2 separate regions of the Rattus norvegicus genome follow, and region 2 is linked to region 1. The links are chromatin contacts, called in public Hi-C maps. All regions are on one chromosome and are shown on one strand. Each heading gives the region's core, a stretch centred on a gene start, on an enhancer-like site or on the middle of the called end of the contact. The rest is flanking DNA. Distances are from core to core; before and after follow the strand shown. Region 1 holds the start of Fbxo38 (F-box protein 38). Region 2 holds the start of Napg (NSF attachment protein gamma).

Region 1 (3,533 bases), core at 625-3,124:
TCTTCTGTTGGCTTCAGTTTGTTACATCAACGTGACCTTGTAAATCACCTAATTAATATTCACAGGACCCATTATGTATCCACTATGTAGGATGGACCCTCTTGCTCTCAAAGTGTCATCCAGCCGCCACACTGCTTTGATTTAAAAGGGGAGGGAAGGAGGAACCTACCCAGATGAAAGGGCAGGGAACCTAGTTCAACCCTTTATTTTACAAATAATGGAAATGAACACAGGAATGACATGCTGCCAGTCCCTGAGACAGAATGTGCACTTCTGAAATAAGGACCTAGGCTTTCGATTCCACTTCAAGACCAATCTTTACACCACCTAACTTTAGTGAAACCTAGTTTTCCCTTTCTCTTGTTATTCCCTTTAGACTAAAGATAAAACACGTACCTCAGGCACACAACCATTTAAACACACACACACACACACACACACACACACACACACACACACACACACTGTGTTGTCTGAATTCCTTCCCTAGAGAGACATAAGTCTCCCTTATGAGGCCCCAGTGACAAACTAAAGTACAAGGCCACCAAAGTTTACCCAGGGGAGCTAATGTGTTTATTGGGTTTACTTACATAGCATGCCTGAGGAGCTACAAACAGGAGGAGCCTGATGTGCTGGAAAGCAGCCAGATTTTCAATTCCAATGGTATGGATGGTGGCTTCCCTATAGCTGTACCCCTGGAATTCCTTTCCCCTCTTCAGTTAACCTTCCCAGACTATGTACTTTAGTACCTCCTTACCAAGAGGCCATCCACGATCAGAATTACACACAAATGGCCAAGAGGTATGGGAGGCAGAGTCCTGACTCTCAGGTGAGGGACCAGTGATCCCCCCCCCCCCCGCCCCCCAACACCTTCTACAAAGGAATGTCAACAAACAGCAGCGTCTTAAGCTGGAAGTCACATAAGCTTTGACACAGACTGTTGGCTGTTAAGCTTGAAGGATGACACTCTACAACACACACATACACTCTCCGAACACCCCGACACCCTTCTCCCACATACAGTACAACTGCAACATCACAATCTATGACAAGAGGGATAGGGTCTTTCTAGTCTTCTAAAAATGATAATTCTCAAACACAAGTTAAAAATCACAAGAGTATTCTCAGTCTATAACTACATAGTATGTGCTTCTCCATGTTCCAATTTCTCCCATCTCCAGAAAAACCATGGCTTTTGTGATGGGGTCGGGGTGAGAGAGATTAAGCCAGTGTCTACAACAATATTTTTCTCGAACAGATGAGACATTTCAGGTTCAAAACAATGAGGGGGATGGGCGGGCGGGGGTGGGGGGTGTGCCAAAAGAAATGACCACCAAATAAACAGCAACAGTGGGACAAAACCAGGGTCTCCAGTCTTTTTTCACACGATGGATTAACCGCATCATACAAGAGCTACTTCCTCAGCCGACTTAGAGCAGGCGTTCCTCAATTTACTGGCCTAAACGACTCAACATTAAAATCGTTGCATTGCTGACGCCTAGAGTGTGTGTTGGGGGAGGGGCCCAAAGTCTGGCCAAACCTCCCATTTGGCTGATGAAACCGAGACCCAGAGAAGGCTCTGCATGGTGGAATGGAAGGCTGGATGCCTTAGGAGCAAGGCCTGTTAAGGCCAGAACTACATTTCAGACACTCCTTTCTCGGTCGCTCTAGGCCCAAGAGTTCCTGAGCCCAAGATCGAAGATCTGGGCGGTGGAAGCCCCGGACCCCTCCATCTGCCCACAACCGCGCACCTCCACCTTCGCGACAGCCTCCCAGGCCGCGGCTCACTTACGCCGGCCCTCCGTCTGTTTTTGTGGTTGAGAGGGACGGAGAATCGCGACAAACTCTTCCTGCGGCCCCCACCTCCGCAGAGCTTCCGCTTCCGCTGCCTCTAGAGTCTTCCGAAGAAGTGTCATCGGGGGATGGGCCTGGGCGGGCCTCACTGCGTCCATGTTAAGTGTGGCTCCATCCCAGCAAAGCAGCCATGTTAAGAGTGGCATTTCCTGAAGCCTTTCAGCCTGCCCTTCTTCCGGTGACGTAAGGCTCCCCACCGGAAACGCCGGGAATCTTAGCTACTGCAGTTGGTACCTTGCAGCTCTTCCGTGGTGCTGGTAACTCTTGTGATCCTGGATATACACTGTCTCTCCTCTTCTTCATTGGCAAAATGAATGGTGCAATAAAAATATTTTCCAGCTACAAATTGGGCCCTTGATTTCGGGGCGTGGGTAAGTGGAGGGGCGCAAAGACTATTAAATCATTCTGTGATTTGCGAGCGTTGTCTTTGCATGTTTGTGGTTTATAGTCTCTTGAACATCACGGTTCTCACATCAGTGTTTCATTAATAAATGTGACACTGAGCCTTTATGAGTAGAGATCTGCTTGATAATTTTTCTTCGTCTACATTGTCTTCAGTGAGGACAGTTGTGACAATGTCACAAAACTGGACTGAAACCTAGAATTTTTTTTTAACCCATAGAGCTCTTGTCAGTGCACTTAGAGGCCTGTAACTAACACGCATGTAGGCACCCCAGGGAGACAGAGATCGTGTACATAGGAACATTTGGGACGCAATTTGACAAGGCGGGGTGAGGTAACTACTGATACTAAAGTAAATACGGTGTATGGGAGCACCATGCACAATGTTCTAATTATTCTTAATTTTTACCAGACTTATTAGTTCTTCCCTTACTAAGGATTAACATTAGCACCCTGGGCTGTAGCTTTTCATTCACACTCAGGATTCCATGTATCAATCATGTATCCCAATTTGGAGCTTTGGCAGGGGGCGGGGTGGGAGAAAGCAAAACAAAATACAACAAGAAAACTTCATTACATATGTGTATATGTAAGTATGGTAACTCTAATACTGTAAGTATTCCTGTAATTGAATTGTGTGTAATTCCTGTAAGTGAATTGTGTGTATTCATGTTACTTATTTCTGTTAATATATTTGGACTTCAGTAAATAAGAGTAAGCCTTCCCCCATCTCCTTCCTCACCCCCTTCTCCCAGGCTGTTCTGAAGAATCAATAGGAATGAAATGGTAAAGTGTAGAGATAGGGCCTGGAGTGTTACGGAAACAGTAAAGTTCAGTTCAGCACAACTGAGTTAAGTCTTTAATTCATTGGGTATCCTCTTTCATATGGTGGGCTTTTATTGTGCTTTCAAAGACGCAGGTGACACTTCATAGGGAATAAAGGATAGTTTCTTCTAGAGCCGAGTATGAAGTACAGTGGGACACATATGCAGGACAGCCTCCCAAAAAACAAGCTGATGTGCAATGGTTCCATAAAGTTTTAGTAATAGCAGAAATAAGAAAATCACCAATCAAAACTTTTACAAGGCACTGGCAGAGACACCAGGTAGGGGAGTTATGATGAAGCTGTTGTAAACCTCAGATGCTATCTCATGACGTTTTTTACCCTGTGGTTGGTGGAAGACAGTGGTCTGTACATTCCAAAGTGATTTCTGCAAGAGCTATCACCTCATGTAGAGTGTCTAGTTCTAATGCTAGGAAAGATGAGCCTTTAATAT
Region 2 (3,533 bases), core at 429-2,928, 440 kb after region 1:
GTGAGAAGGGGCAGCGGATTGGCCAATAAGAAGAATCTGTCAAAGGCCAAGAGATACTAGATCGAGATAAGAAGCCAGAAACTAGGAAAGAGGGCTCCTAAAATCGGCACCACAGAGAACACACTAGTATTTGTAACTGAAGTCAAGGATACTTTCCTGGAAATGGGGTGGCTGTGCTCATTGGCCTCCTGTTACTGTTGGAAACATTCCAGATCATTTGTTTATGTGGGGAAGTATGTTTTCTTCATGGTTTCAGTCCATGGTGACTTCTCCCCTTTGCTTCTCAGCTTAGGAAGCAAGGCAGTACAACATGGTTGGAGCAAAGTGGCTCATCCCATGTCGGCCAAGAAGGGGAAGATGGAAGAGGGGCTGGGGTCCCTACATACCCTTCAAGGATAGAAACAGCCTGCGAGGACTTACTTATTTTCCTTCCACCAGGCCTCACTATCTAAGGGTTCTATCAGCTCTAATAGGTGTTGGTTTATAGACAATTCCACTAGGCGCCTCCTAGGAACCTAGCAACAGCAACCTAGCAACAGCTTACCTCATTACCTGCCACCATGTGTAAAAGAGGATTGCTGGTATCCCTAGCTCTCTCTCCATCTTCTAGTCTGCTTCCCCCTTCCCCCTCGCCCTACCTCTCCTCCCCCCTCTCTCCACACACACCCCCTCAATACCCCCCCCCCACCCCGTGATCCCAGCAGGTCTTTTCCTCCTTTCTTCTCTCTCTCTCTGTCCTTCTCTGTCCCTGGTCCCCTCACCTTCCGCCCTTTTCTGGCTCTACCACTTCTAGCTCTGTTACCAAGCCCAATAATCTTTTCTTTATACTAGGTTTGTCATATAGTGTGACTGATTGCTTAGTCTGCGCCCACCAAGATGCTCACTCCCGCCACAATTATTCCACTATGCCACCGTTTTACAAAACACGCTAGATGTTGGGCATCAAATCTACAGTGTGTGGCCCTTCAAGAGACACTTTTCAGACTCTCAGTATCTAAGGTGGGTGTAAGAAAAGATCATTACAGATGAAAAACTGAGAGGCCGCATAGGCGTGGCAGAAATCAATATGTAATCCCAAGACTCCCACTAAGTATCAGCAGAGCCGCCAAATCACCTCTGCTAGACTATTGCAAGGTCCCCTCCCCGTCGGTTTGAAATGCTAGACTTATTATTTGACAGTAACCAAGGATTACAGTCTGTTTTTATGACTGACTGATACATAACTAGAATCAGTTATAAAAGCTGTAATGGGTAGTGTACCAGCACTTGGAATATAAAACAGAAGAAGGAAATCATAAAAGATGAATGATGCGCAAGTACTATCATAGATGTAGTAAAGAGAAACTAATAAATTGCAAGGACAAATAGGCAAAGGTTCGACAGCATTTTCGCAGCGTGAAGACACAGGGCTCCTGAGAAGAACGCTTTCTTGTTTTCCAGGACTAGTAAAGACCAGTACTCGACTTCTATTAATTGCTCCTTAAATATTTGTAGGGTGCAGTAACCAACGCTCGAAAGAACGCACCCCTGTAATTAACCGACAACACCAGCTTGAGCACCTCCAGGTTAGCTCCGCATCACTGCGCTTGCGCGAGGCCTGGCCCCGCCCTCCTCGTCCCTTCGTCCCACCCATTTCCGGGCCAGCTTTGCCATAAGAAATTTGAGCTCTTCGCTTTCCGTAGGCCCCTTTCCCGGCTTCCTCCGCGGCGTTCCCACGCCGACGCTCTAGGTGTTTTGCTGAGCTCTAGGCTGTTTCACTCTTCGCGTCAGCAAGCGGCCGAGGCAATGGCAGCCCAGAAGATAAACGAGGGGCTGGAGCATCTAGCCAAGGCAGAGAAGTAGTACGTCGAGTCGCCGCCGGGCTGGTGAATCGCGCCCCTCAGCCGTGCGCTCGGGCTGGTCGGGAGGGAGGGTCATGTTGCTGTCCGTGCTCGGGGCGGTGCCTTGCCTTTTGGGTCAATCCCCTGCAGTCGATCGTGCCAGCCTGCGCCGCGTCATTTGCTGCAGACGCCCCTGTGACAGCCACGTCTGCCCGGCGCCAGGTCCTCAGGGTTTGCGGCTGCTCTGCTCGTTGCGGGCTTTGGCGTGGACACCTTGTCTCATCTTATAACATCCAGAATGACACTATGGAGGAAATCTTGCGGTGGAGAGCTACTGCTAGGAAAGAGACCCTGGTGCAGTGCGGGGGTGTAGACTAATTCTGAAAAACTCTCACTGTCAGACATCCTATTCACTGGGGGCAAGGTCTAAGCTTCCTTAGTCTTGTGGGTGTTCGCCACCTTTTGGTTCCGGGCTCAGTAGGCATACGTACTGGAAACTGCGAGTTCTCCTTAGTCCTCTCGCCCACTTTCGTGAATTACAACATACATATTTAACGATTATCGACTGTAAGACATTTCTTAGTACACTGTTAGGTGAATCATAAACTAAGATCTTAACTAATAGAAAGGCCTCAGTTTACAAAAGAGGAACCGAGGCGGTCTGAAATTTCCTGGAGACCTGTCCAAGGCTGCTCAGCTGAAAAGAGCAGGGCAAGTTTTAGGCAGTGGAAATTCACAAGCCCTTTCTGGTATACCACCTTGCCTCCAGGCAGTGACTAGGAAGGTGGCTGTCAGTGCAGAGGGTGATCCCAAGAACATGCATGGTAAAAACAAACATAAAAGAACAGAACATGTGCTCTTAGCTATAATGAAGTTGCATTTTGTGAACTTCAGGAGGATTTTGACCATCGGAGCTAAGGAAACCTTAGGAGCCAGGATTAGCATCCTTTCGTAATGGCTTTGACAAGTCCTCTAGGCAGTTGTATGTGGAGTTGAGAACTAGACCCCTAGGCATCTCTGTTGGGAGAAGACCTGTAAGAGAGGCCTTCTGTTAAGACAGGATTATAGATGAGTGGGCTTGCTTGTGGCTGCAATGGGGTCTGAAGGGTGCTTGAAGTTGCTGTAGGTAGGAGAGCCAGCAGGTGGTAGGACGAATGGATCAGAAGTGTAGGAGAGGCAGTGGAATTGGTCTCTGTTTTCTTATGGTGGTATCACTCATTATCACTGTATTCTGGCTTAGGAAAGTTTTCTTACTTAGGATGAAACCAGTCAAGGTCCACAACAGATTAGCCATCAACCTAATGTTAATCGGGCCTTCATTTTTGCTAATTAATGGTGCTCAGCTGCCTGGAGTTGATCTGCAGTTTTAAAAATCTAGCTCATTGAATGTTATGTCTTGTTTTGGGGAGACATCCATAATCACAATAAAGGGTATAATGGGTTCTTTGGTGAAGGGGCACAGGACTTTATTTTGCTGCATATTTTTCTCAATTTTGTAGATTAGACATTATATGTAATTGAAAATCTGCATATACATTTAAATCTTGTTACTATATATGCATATGTTAAATGAAAACTGTAGAATACATTTTACAGGGATAAGTAACTTCAGAGTTAGACTCACAGAATGAAGGGTGCACTTCTAAGGGCCCCATCTCTCAGCTTAGTAGCCACTGATGCAAATGAAGTTAGCAGTGTTGAAAGTAAGCAGAC

Evidence for each region. A called contact is a pair of places that touch in the nucleus more often than the background predicts.
Region 2: a contact with region 1 is called in a Hi-C map of liver, with 5 times the contacts expected there. The contact joins the promoter of Napg here to the promoter of Fbxo38 in region 1. A contact is called at or near these places in 8 of 12 Hi-C or Micro-C datasets (the A7r5 cell line, frontal cortex, hepatocytes and 4 more).

What each region holds. Positions count from the first base shown.
Region 1 is chr18:58,272,388-58,275,920 of GRCr8, forward strand. Fbxo38 (F-box protein 38) reads right to left here and starts at 1,875. Exons shown (of 22, transcript NM_001372021.1): 1 at 1,752-1,875. LOC120098287 (a long non-coding RNA gene) reads left to right here. Exons shown (of 4, transcript XR_005496454.2): 4 at 1,672-2,200.
Region 2 is chr18:58,709,024-58,712,556 of GRCr8, forward strand. It overlaps Napg (NSF attachment protein gamma), which reads left to right and starts at 1,679. Exons shown (of 12, transcript NM_001398659.1): 1 at 1,679-1,841. The coding sequence starts at 1,786. LOC134483041 (a long non-coding RNA gene) reads right to left here and starts at 489. Exons shown (of 2, transcript XR_010059859.1): 1 at 153-489.